2 separate regions of the Drosophila melanogaster genome follow, and region 2 is linked to region 1. Evidence: chromatin contacts called from public HiChIP or PLAC-seq data. All regions are on one chromosome and are shown on one strand. Each heading gives the region's core, a stretch centred on a gene start, on an enhancer-like site or on the middle of the called end of the contact. The rest is flanking DNA. Distances are from core to core; before and after follow the strand shown.

Region 1 (6,832 bases), core at 3,712-6,211:
ATAAAAAAATCTCACACAAAAAATGTGCACGCATTTTTTAACCCCTTGTCCATTGCCCTGAAAATATAAAATGAAACCGAAACCGTGTCCTGTTCTCGTTCCACATTTACTCCTTTATCTCTAATTTATGTCCCGCCCGGTTGTCCTCTTTTTATGGTTTTATTACTATACGATCTTGCTAAAAAAAAAAAAAAAACAGAGCGAAAAAACAGCAGAACAGAAATCCGACAGATACTTCCACTAGCCTAGCTACATAGTGCTGTTAGTGGCTATAGATATTATGCCTATATGACACTGATCCTATGTGAAGATGAACGCTTTCACGCACGTCCTATTTGCGCATACAAATTTGCGGACTTAGTCGTGCGTATAAAGCACGAACGTATCTAAAAATAAATCAATTTGCCTATAATACTCTACAATTGGTTATAAATTATAAGATTTAAGTTTGAGTCATTTGTGGAATGCAGTTCACCTGAAAAGTCATTGGGGTGTAGTGTCATACGGTCTTAAATTTGCATTGCCATAGCAGCAGGAGTAATAAAAAGACTCGGGCCGCAGGACCAAAGGACCTAAGGTCCTTTTGCCTGTACTTCCTTACGCCCGTTTTTAACCCCTTTTTTGCTCTACAAATACAATTACAATTGTTCGCGCTCGCGAAAAGGGGTTAAGGCGGGTAAATTTCAAATTTCACTGACCGTTTTTACCTAAACTACCGAGAATCGCGTTTTACAGTCGTTTTTTGTGCCCCTTCTGCGATTTTTGGTTGTTTTTTAGGATGGGTTTACTTCTTACTTAGAACTTGACCCCATCTATTTAGGTTTATAGGTTTCTAGTGCAGTTTTTTTTCCAGTTTTTTTGTTTCCAAATTTTTTGTTCTTTATGGTACACATTTTTAGCATTTCGCGGAAACGAATCCTTTCTCTAAGTTGTTTTTAATGTTTTGGAATTTTTTCTTGGTCGGTTCTGGATGATTTTTAGCCGCTTCCTTTTGACTTTGCATTTGTTGGGTTTGACTTTATGACTAGGTTTTCGGTTGAGCCACAGTCAAGGTCTAACTAGAGGCTCAAGGTCGACTGAAGCACCCCACTCATCTGTAAGGAGATGGTAATTGAACTGCATATTGGTATACTTATATTTAATGCCTATCTATTAATCAACAAGCTTTGCTAAAATCATATTTCGCACAGTTAGCAGAGTCTTCATTTAGCCTTCAATTTACCAAGCAATTCATACTGGAAAATTTTCGATTTATGAGAGTGTATAAAAAATTGAAAAAACGTAGAGCCTGGCAAGACTTTGCCATTTGTTTGTATTTTGTTTTTTTTTTTTTATGTGCTCAGTGCCCCTTTACTGATTTTCCTGTTGTGCAATTTACTTTCATCAGCCGTCTGTCTTGAAAATATCAAAACAGTGTAAGGGAAATTTGCTCAACTTAGCTGCGCATCATTTAACTTTGAGCAAAAACGAGCGGAGTGGATTACACACATGAAAGGGCATTCAAAAAGATACATCGAATCTGTATCTTTTTCGGCCAGAAAACGGAAAACTGGAAAGGGGAAAACTGAGGAGTAATCGAAACCCGTCAAAATGGCAAACACAACAATGCGTCTTAGAAACGAGCTGAAAAGGAGAAAGGTCCTTAAGAACATTACACGATCGCCGAGTAACACACATGTGTATCTCTATCCGAATCCGAAGGATCAGCTGCTGCTGCTCTTGCCTTTTTTCGAGATTATTATTAGCGCAACATTAACGTCAAATTACGCATCTATTTTGCGCACTTTATCTCGATCTCCCTATATGCCACATATCGCATAAAAAGCGGTTCAACATCAAAAAAAAAAAAACCTGGGAGGATTACCCCCGGGATTACGATTACTGGACCATGTGTGTGCGCTCCTCCCCTTCCCCGTTTCCACGGAGATGGTCAGTGCAGGATCTTGGGTCAAATGTGGGCAGGTGGAGGAATGTGTATCTCATAGATATGGATTCTGATGCAAGTACGGTAGCCCACCGATGTGTGCAATTGCTTTGGCTAATGAGGCGTTCATGTGCATATCTGGGAAATCTCGAAGGATATGTGCATGCACATACATACATACATATGTATGTACATAGATGTGCAAAATGTATTTGGAAAATGATCCAAAAAGATAAAGGCAGAAAAAATTAGGAAATGGTATGCAAATATTTAACGTTGAAACGATTCTTGTACATTTAAAACTCGTATACATATCTTTGAATATATCATAAAAATGTTGTTAACAAAAAGCCAAATATAACAGTAACGTCAAGTAGCTAAGCTCGACTGCCAGATACCCGTTACTCTCATTGCGACGAAAATGGCGATATGCAGGCAGCAAATAGTTATTAACAAACAAAGTAAAATGATGACCTTTCCATCATTTCATACATTTTTCGTACTACCCATCAAATTCAATCACAAGCTTATAGTAAGCGGGAAAGTTCAAGGAGCGCCATAATGAGAGTTTTCCCCAAAGACTAAATATCGAGATTAATCCCCGGAAAAGTACGCCACCTGACGCAACTCCCACAAGCGGAAAATCGGGGGCGGGAAAACTACTTTTCCGAAGGCGTGGATGCGTGACAATAATTAAAAGATCTCCAATGCAAACAGCGCAAATGGAATGAAAACAAGGTCGCAGGCCGAAAACTAATAGCTAAAGCAAATTCAGTCACCCTCCCATCGCTTCAACCTGCCACGCCCACCGCTTAACCCACTGCAGCCAGCGCCTTGAAATGCGCACGCAAATGTTTGTATGTTTGTCTGTTTGACTGTTTGCCTGTCTATTTGTTTGTTTGTTGATTGAGACGGCTTTGATTTGCGCTGAGCTGATTTTGATGGGTGGACGAGGGGGGTGTGCTGGGCTGCGCTGGGCGGAATGGGTGGGTTTTTGGGTTGGTTAAGACAAGTGCGCTGGTGTTTGCAGAGCCGTTGTGTGCATAAGCAACGGCGATTATTGACACACCGCCGAGCGATGCCACAGCTACAGTGAGCACTCGCATTGGGCGCCTTAGACCCTAAAGAGCAATTCAAGCTCTGTAAAAACATAACTGAGCAGCAGTTGGTCCAACAGAAAATAGTTGGAATAGTTAGTTACACCGACACTCTGTAGGTTGCTGGTGTTGCATCCGCAGAGGTTTCACCGTACGTCCCACCCTGGAAAAACGCAAATCGAACTGCAGCGCGTGATTTTCGGAAGGTAAGGCCCGGAAAGTCTCGAAATCGAAATCGCCCGCCCAGAGCCACGCCCCTTTGTCAGTTGGCGGAAAACCCTTTCTGTGCGGTCGTGCGTGAAATTTAATCAAAGCAAGACTTAACCCCACGACGCCCCCCATACCAATCGGCGTCCCCTTAACCCCCATGTGAGCCATCAATGTGGCCAACAGTTTTCGGTGTCCCAAAAGTAGACGACATACAAACAACCGGAAATGTTGCACATTTGTAACTTCAGCACACTTTTCCAGAAGGAGTTGAGCGTGTGGGAAAAGTCGGAAAACTGCTCAACAGGGGACTGAGGAGTGGACGTGAAAGTTTTCCATCCGCAGCAAGTGCAAATTTCTGTCAATTGTTGTAAATGGAGTTTCCTTTCTCCTCCGAGCAGCAATTTGTTTGGTAGTGTTTAATTTTTTTACCCAAAATCAGGGGAAAGTAGTTCAATACTGGCCTCACAACAAACTGTTTTCGGGATTCACGAAAATTCAAAGTTTTAATTTCCGATAAGCAACATTTGTTGATGTTTTCGTTTGTTATAAAATAAATTTTAAGCAATAAAAAACAAAAGATACAAGCACACATAAAAGTACTTATTAACTGTAGTTAGTACTAGTTAGTTAACTTAATAATAACACGGCAAAGTTGTTAAGTTATCAGGTAGATAAGTTATACCAAAACCTATCATACTCCACATTTATTTAATTTTGTGCCAGCTTTTTGATTTGGCGCCCACTTTGCACAGGGATGCCTCCTTCGTTAGTTATCGATATTCCCTTGCAAACAGAAGAATACGCGAAAATCAAATCAGCTGAACCGCAACAACAAATGCACGTAACAGAGAAAAAACGAAAAGCAGAGGCAACGAATGGCAGAGGACAGCCAAAACGTTTATTTATAAATCATCACAGGCGACAAGAAATAAGTAATCGAAAAGAACACAATAAAAGCTAGAATGAAAAGCCCTAACAACGAGAAGTGACCATTGTCTTTGTCTTGTACTGCACCCGCTAACAAAAACAAATTTACGCTCTCTTCGCTCTCTTTGTTTTCATCGAAAGATTCGCGGTCACCGTCGCGTCACGTCATTGTTGTTGTTTTGCAGTTTCGCTTTTAATCGTCACTTTTATTTGCGGTCTACTTTGCGCTTTGGCATCTTTCTGTCACCAACAGTGGGACAAACCGAAAGCGCTGGCTCACACGTTGAATAAAAATATACATACATATTTCTAGTAGTTTTTCTGAATATGACTAAAACACAACACAACTTCAATAAATTAGGAATTAAATGTATGAATAAAACGAAATATACATACAATTGCAGTTGTTTTATTAGATATTCCAGCTAAACATTAGAACTAAGCCAAAGATAATTTTTTTGTGATGCATTGCTGTGGGATGTTATTAATTGGACGAAATCACATTTGACCATCACATTGATCGCATCACATACAAATTCAATTATTTTAAGACTTTTTAAAATTAATTTAAAAAATATGGATTTTTGTCATGTATGTAGTTGCTGTGGGGTCGCTGTGCATTCGATTACCTGGACGAAACCGCATTTGACCACCCCTCGCTAAAATGAGTTTCACTGTGCGAACTAGAACATGTGCCTCATGACATGACTGTTCAAATTCTTCGCAAAGCTCTCTTTTTGCGCTCTCTTCTGTATCTGTGTACTATCCCGCCGAAAGATCTCTCCCTCTCTCTTTTGTCTCCCGCAAACTTGCGGTTAATAAAATAAAGCACAAAAGAACAGCATACGTTGATGGGGGCGTCGTCGCCGCTCTGTCGACGTCGCTGCCTTCGTGGGGCTTTGGTCGTTGACGTAGCGTCAGTTAAAAAGCGTCGCTTGGTGGAGCTAGCAAGCGATTTTATTTATATTTTTAGACTTATTTTCTGTAATTCGCTATTTGTAAATTGTATTCGCGGTTTTTTCGCATTTCTCTTGCGACTTCTCTTTCTATCCCTCTCTCTGTGTCTTTCTGCGCGGTGCTCTTCTTCTTTTCGTTCGGCGTGGCTATTTCTTCTTTCGCCTCTTCCATTTGTTGTTGACGTCGCGTTGTTGTGCATTTAATTCTTCATTGTGGTCTGTTTTAGTCATTTTTTTTACATATTTTTTTGTAGTTGTCGTTTCAAATGTGATATAATTAGTTAAGTATTTATTTATAAAACACGCGACGCCGAGAAAAGCCAGAAAGCCCGATAAAGGGACATTGAGGATTGCTAACAAAACAACAACTACAACGATTGGCGGAAAAGAGAGCAACGCAAAGGAGCTACAAAAACAACAAAGACAAAGAGAATCAACAAATAACGGCAAAGCCCCACGCGGAGGAGCGCCAAAACGATAAGAAAAAAGTAGAGCTAAAGCAAAAGCAGAAACAGAAACAACCATAAAACAACGGAAAATGCAGAATATTATTAAACCGCGCAGATAAAATAAAATTTGTCAACCACATTGTTCGAAAGCCCCGACTAAATAAATTGAAAACAAAACTTGAAGAAAGACTATCGGACGATCTTCGAAGAAGAAATATTGCTGGGAAAATAGAACGCTCTTAAGAGAAATGAAATCAGCGAAGTTCAAATAGATTTCCAACAGGAGTTAGAAATGAATTGGATAAATTAAAGATCTCTGTGCAACTAAAAAACACATCAGAAATACGAAGAAATCAAAGAAGCATCATTACAAAAAAAAAAAAAAAATACTATTGAATTTTCACTGAATAAATACATTTAAAAGCTCTTTAGTACTTTATATATATATGAAATCAGAGAACAACTAATAACTTTAGCTTAAAAAACATAGCAAGTTAACTACGGTCGTATAAAAAATACCATATCCGGAGTCATTGTGTCTTACAACAAACAGACGATCAAAACAAAAGCGAAGAGGTCACAACTGCTGGAATAATCTGAAATCTTAGATCGGTCAATCCAAGGCACTATCCGCATATCCCTCCACGATTCAGCCACCGCTGGACCTGACTGCGGATCCCGAGTGCGAGATGGTGTACTCCACGAACATCCTGCTGGCGATAGTGACGATCCTGACGGGCGTGTTCATCTGGTCCCGGCGCACCTACGTCTACTGGCAGCGCCGGCGGGTGAAGTTCGTCCAGCCGACCCACCTGCTGGGCAACCTGAGCCGGGTGCTCCGACTGGAGGAGTCCTTTGCTCTCCAGTTGCGCCGCTTCTACTTCGACGAGCGGTTTCGCAACGAGCCCGTCGTGGGTATCTATCTGTTCCACCAGCCAGCCCTGCTTATCCGCGATCTCCAGCTGGTCCGCACCGTTCTGGTTGAGGATTTCGTCAGCTTCTCCAACCGATTCGCCAAGTGCGACGGGCGCAGCGATAAAATGGGCGCCTTATCGCTATTTTTGGCCAAACAACCCGAATGGCGCGAGATCCGCACCCGTTTAGCACCAGCCTTCGCTGGCGCCAAGCTGAAACAGATGTTCTCGCTGATGGAGGAGGTGAGTCACTCAACCAGCCGGGTCCAAGTTGCAAACTCCCGCTCCCAGGTCCACGACACACGTTCGGAACTCTTACACCGACCAACACAACACACATTTCCACGCTTAATCG
Region 2 (6,047 bases), core at 1,896-4,395, 2.2 Mb after region 1:
TTTCGGAACTTCTTACATCAGCATTAGCCGATTTCTTGGAATCCCCTTGAAAGCATTGTACAGAATGGGAATAGGATAGATTCCAGAAATTCCAGAACAAATAATCCCCAAGTTTTTCGTGTAAGTGGAGGTCGTATATTGCCATCGGTTTTTGGTTTTCGGCTTTTGGGCCCTCAGGCACGTACTGCCCTATGGATCGACCGTTTAATGCTGTTTGCCCCGATGCAGCTGAATCAATTTTACCACGGCTGCATAGCCATGGGCACAAGGGACTCAAGAGCCTCGAAAATAATTTCGTGATAGATTCGTTTTTTTTTTCGGTTGCTGATTTCATTCCACGTTCCCGGGGGGGTATCAACATAGGCATAAATATATGTATGTCCGGAAGACAATAGCTGTATAGATAATTTGAATCGGATAATTATTTTAGGAGTTATGGCTGAGTGACGGCTATCTGATAGTCGAGGCAATCGAAGCGAACTCTATCTATATAGTATTCATACATATGTATGTATACGTACCATCACAATACCCGTAATTTAATTTTCGTGCCGTCTGTAACACTTTCTATTGCTGATAATGACTTTTGGAGCATTTTGCGGGCGTTTTGGAACTTGCACAAAAAACATTTTGTAATTCATGTCTGCGCAAAAACAAATAAAAGAACGAGTCCACGGAAAAATTTACTAAATACACACATAAATATGGCCATTTTTCTCAGTGTGCATGTCAACAATTTCCCAGTCACTTGAGTGCTTGGCCACCCTTCCAGCTCTTTATTTTTTGGACAGTCGGTTAAATGCAATTAACTTGGTTACACTTTCATGCGGGAATAAAATTTTGGTACCGAAATTCGTTCATGGTTTGCTTTTAGTTTTCCATTTTAAGCCGCAATATATTTTGCGTCCAGCGGAAGTGATCACTTTGCCACATTGGCGCTGATAGTCACCGCGTGACTTCATCGGCATTATCATCATCATGTCCATTACCAGCGAACTCATGGAACTCACCTCTGTAAACATAATCGTGAACTCACTTGTTTGGCAAATGTTTGAGAGCGAACCCCGATAAGACACCTAATGCGCCTCGAATTGGTGTAGTTCGATTGTTTTGGTTGCATGATGACACTAAGGTCAGTTGTCATCCATTGTGGTCACGTCGTGAAATTGGTTTTTGCAATAACTAGTAAGGCGCTTGACCAGATTGAGAAATGTGCACGTGTCTATTGTTGTTCAAGAAGTGATTAAAAATGCTTTTAATATTTATCAGTTCGCTTTTAGGGAAACTATACCTACTCGTCAGTCAATGGCATGAGCCCAAACATATTCATGCTGAATCCATTTGGACGCGTAATAGCTACTTCGAAAAGCATTAGACTAAATACCTCCCGATTTGGTCATTTAAGATCTCAAGAGCCAGCTCTGTATCTGCAGAATGGCTAGATTTCCCACATCCGCAGAGTCAGAAGGTCAGCATCGGGCGTGAGACCGGAAAAACCGCTAGGATAAGCCCACGAAAACGAGACATCCTGATACCCAGGAAATAATGAAGCAGGATAATAAGGAGTACCAGAAACGAGATACTGTGGGTTTCGAATCTGTTATCCAAATTTTCTGGGCTGTATACATTTCGCTGGCTTCCTTTCAATTTAATTTGCATTAAGAAACAAGTTTCGCAGCGCAAAGTAATAATGGGTTATTCGATGGGCATTATAAAACACACATAAACGTTAAATAAAAATACATACAATCCACTTACTTTTGCTGTTTTATATCCCAAAACAAAGATGCCGAAGAAGGTGCGCTGCTTTTGCTTTTAGTTGCTTCTTCTTTGTCTTTTCCCCACTTTTGTTTTTCTTTGATTGTGGGTTAATATCAAGTTGTTGTAAAAATAAATTAGCATACAAATAAATAATAAACACCACAAATTGGCTCGTTTTGAATTTCGATTTGATGGCGGTTGAGCTTAATTTTTTGTTTGGTTTATTAAGAATTTTATATGTATGTGTTGATTGGCTTGCTGGTAAGAGCCAGTTCAAACTTGTAAGATACTAAATTTTTTTCAGTTGCTTAAAGTTTTCCCGTCGCTGGCTGCCTTTCATTTTTCGCTGCAGTTGTTAGGCTCATTAGGACAACACGGTTTTGTATTCGATTTTGTTGATTTATCTATTTTATTTCTCCAACTGTATCACATGTATTATCATATAATTCACAAAGACTTTTGCGCACACGAAAAAAAAACACACTACAACAAATCGACTTCAAAAGGTATCAATGGTAACATCCTGTTTGGGAAAAACGAAAGAGAATTATTTTGTATGCAACATTGAGTGCAATTCAAAAATAATGCCTACATGTGCACCGAAAATAGCTTAAGATTGTGAAATATTGTAGATATTTAATATATATCATTGTGAAATAACGTTAACTAAATATTTATAACTCAAAGCTAAGCTTCAAATTATGGTTGGTACTAGTATTTTAAAGTTGATCTCGGGTTTTTCAGTAGGCGAATCTATATGTACGGCGCACATATATTTTTAAGATTATAAATTATCGGACGCCTGTTGCTGTAAAGACAACAACAAGTACAACGACAACTGTTTCACAATGTAGTATAAACACAAAAGCGTAGTATATTTATACATGCCTCGTAGTATGTATTTTATTTTATTCTACTTTATTTTCACTTCGTTCGTTCTCTCTTTCCTGTTTCCTTTTACAGATAAGCATTCGAATGTTTTTTTGTTTTGTTTTAGTTTAGGTTCTTGTTCAAATTCAAATTAAAATCGGGTCAAATTTAGATAAAATAAAAGCACACGAAGAAACGTTTTTAAGGGACACAATCAGAAGATATTTATGTATATTACAAATTTATATTCCCATGTTACTATTTGCTTTTAAGTTATATGCGCCACGTTTTGACCGATTGCACATGTCTCTTAAATATCGAATTTATGTTACAAATTCAATCGAAATGATAGTGTTACTTTACTTTTTTCATTTGCTACTATTGTTGGTGATTTTTATCCGCTTTCTTCCCCCCTCATTTCTTTTAAGTTTTTTTTTTTGAAGAGACTGTAGCGGGCGGACAAGAGAACACGCACCGTTACCGATCACGTTCACAGTTGTTTTTTGAATGAGAAGCGGCTTCGAAACGTGTCGTCGCAGGCGTCGACGTCGGCGCCGCAGTCGCTGCGACAGACAGAGAGTGGTCAGATATAAATATACATGTACTGTATATATGTATATGTACGCGCGTTCGACAATGATCTTAGCCGAGAGAAAAGAGCCGATGCGCGGCATTAGGGAACTCTTTTCAAAGAGCGCGCTGAAGCCGCGCTCAGTTTTCATTGCTCTTAAGTTGCAACTGCACAAAGAAATCATTTTGCTGTTTTGATCGTGCATTGTTTTGAGTATGTATGTCATTAATTTAAAACAAGAGAGAACGCTATAGTCGAGTTCCCCGACTATCAGATACCCGTTATTCAGCAAGTCCAAGTGGGACGAGACTTTTCAACATTTTTCACGAACATTAGTAGAAATTGGTGGGAAAAAATTAATTTTAATTCTCTAAGGTCTGGGCAGGATATATTGGGCGGTTTAAGATAGCATATCTTCGGCATATCTATAAATTGGAAAAACAACTGGTTTAATACAAAAAAATTAAATCATTTCTCAAAAGTGTGGGAGTGTCAGTTTTGGTGCATTAGAGTGGGAATTTTTATCATATCGATAAAAATTAACAAGAGTCATAGAAATATGGAAAACTATCAAAACATTATGCAAAGGTGTGAGCGTGGCAGTTTTGGGAGGTTTGTGGGCGTGGCATCATGGGGAACAAACTTTCGCTGCGTCTAATGTCTCTAGAATCTAGCTTTTATATTTTCTGATATCTCGACGTTCATACGGACGGACAGACAGACGGACATGACCAGTTCGACTGGTCCTGATTGATCCTGATCACGATACATATATACACATGTACATATACAAGTACATGTACATATACATATACATATATGGTTGAAAACGCTTCCTTCTCCCTGTTACATTCTTTTTAACGAATCTAGTATACCCTTTTACTCTTCTCGACAATTCTCTTTTCTTTTTTGTTTTTCCCATACATGATTAACATTTTCTTCTGTTATGTTCTCTTGTTCTCAATTAGGGAGATGCTCTCTTTTGGCCGCCTGCAAAGGATGATTAATGATGTTCTCTGCTTTTAATTTTTTCTGAATGCTGCTAGTTGTTCAATTTAAAAAGGCAGTACGGCTCTTCCTGGTAATTTTCCGTTGGCTGTTTGTTTCTATTTACATATGTACTATGTATGTATGTATGTACCTTATTAAATAAAATTTTTATTTTCAATTTTGTCCGAGTTCGGTAGACCCCTACAGACACTACTAACATTCGGAAATATGTAAGGCTAACTGGAGTGGCCGGCTTAATAAAAATATCTCGGAAAAGCTGGAAAGTCGGAGATGGATTTCCTCGAAACCTAATTGAAGTTGATAGCAGTCATGGTTTTGTTCCCCGTCATCATCATTGGGCACTGAATCGCAAATCGCACTTCTTGGTAATTTTAGCCGCCACTTGAGCCTGTGCCGGTGTTTAGGCCAACATAATGGCCAATTAAGGCCACTTTGTCGTTTACAGCGTTTCAATTTCGATTTGATTAAGGTGAATTCCCTTTATTTTTTATGCAGTGATTCCGGCTAAAATTCATGAATAAAAGCAATTTTATGTAGATGATATAGATCATTACTTTAAAAAATAAATTTACAGAGTTAGCTTAGGGAACTAAAAATGACCACAACTAAACTAAGGGTATTTTGCCAAGTGTACGAATTGGGATCATCCCCATTTCCCTATTCTCTCATTCTTCGCCGTCTTCCCTTCGTATGGACTTATCGATGCGATGGTCAAGTGTGCGGGGCTCGTCTTCGGTCATTCGCCCAAAAACTAAAAATCGAAGAAACAAAAGTTAAACAAATAAGAAAAAATACCGAAATGTGTTTTCGTACTTTTCCTTCTTCTTGCGCAGATGCTGCGTTGTTGTGAAGCAAAAGTGATTTAAGTGAAATCAATTAAAAAATTTCGTTTTCTCTCGATTGTTTGCCTTCGCTGCTGCTTCTTCCCTTCCTTTTTCAGACCCCACCCCCTTTCGCTGACCTTTTCGAGTGGCATTTGAATTTTCAATGAAAATTAATTTCTTTCTACATTTTTCCCGTCCAGCGTATTATGTCCCCTCCCCACTATGCTAATTATTTTCACTTTTTTAATGTTCTAGTTTTCACTTTCGAACAAATTTGTGTCTCTGTGGAAAAAACCCTAATATTAATTAAGAGGCGAAAACTAAAACAAACGTTGTCAAACGTTTTGCGTGGAAGTCTAAATACGAAAAAATGTATGTATGTACATACGAGCCAAGAACATGGACAGACGAAGTCGTTGGCACGGGCAACAGATTTGGTATTCGAAAAAGTTATAACTGAATTGGAAAGAGTGACGCTAAGTAAATTGAAGCTTAAAACGCGCAATTGGATGTCCTTGTCACCACAGTAAGACCTTACCACCAGTATTCCTCGCCAAAAAGTCATGATGTGTGGTTAGTGAACATCCGCAGTTCTTATCGTATCGTATTTTCTCTTATTGGAATAAAGCAACAGATCAGTCGGCTATACGCGGTATACGTACATACATATGTACTTAATATATATAATATATACATATATATATATGTATATAATATATAACATATGTATTACACATGTCCCTTATGTAGGCACCCGATGGCAGCGCTCCAAAGTCGAAACGCAAATTGACAACTTAATTCCATCAGAGTTCAAAATCCAAATACGCTCCCCAAAATTTTGCCCTTTTCATAGGCACTTTCCACACCACACCCACAACTCGCACAGTCAGATTCCTATTCGACATTGACATTCAAATCTAAACATAAATAATAACAATGATTAACATATCAACACGCCGCTGGAGCAGGGAGTCATGGAAGGGACTAAATCGCATATGCATGCCAAAGAT

The links. HiChIP or PLAC-seq counts read pairs in DNA pulled down with a chosen protein or histone mark.
Region 2: a contact with region 1 is called in a Psq HiChIP or PLAC-seq map of the Kc167 cell line, with 4 times the contacts expected there. The contact joins the promoter of fog here to the promoter of Cyp6v1 in region 1. A contact is called at or near these places in 1 of 107 Hi-C or Micro-C datasets (wing imaginal disc) and 1 of 6 datasets of contacts at active chromatin or transcription factors (the Kc167 cell line).

Annotation. Positions count from the first base shown.
Region 1 is chrX:20,652,161-20,658,992 of dm6, forward strand. Cyp6v1 (Cytochrome P450 6v1) reads left to right here and starts at 4,962. Exons shown (of 4, transcript NM_001298570.1): 1 at 4,962-5,142; 2 at 5,369-6,720. The coding sequence starts at 6,253. It also overlaps asRNA:CR45466.
Region 2 is chrX:22,852,049-22,858,095 of dm6, forward strand. fog (folded gastrulation) reads right to left here and starts at 3,146. Exons shown (of 3, transcript NM_001272855.2): 1 at 2,995-3,146. All of the region lies in intron 1 of CG42346, which reads left to right.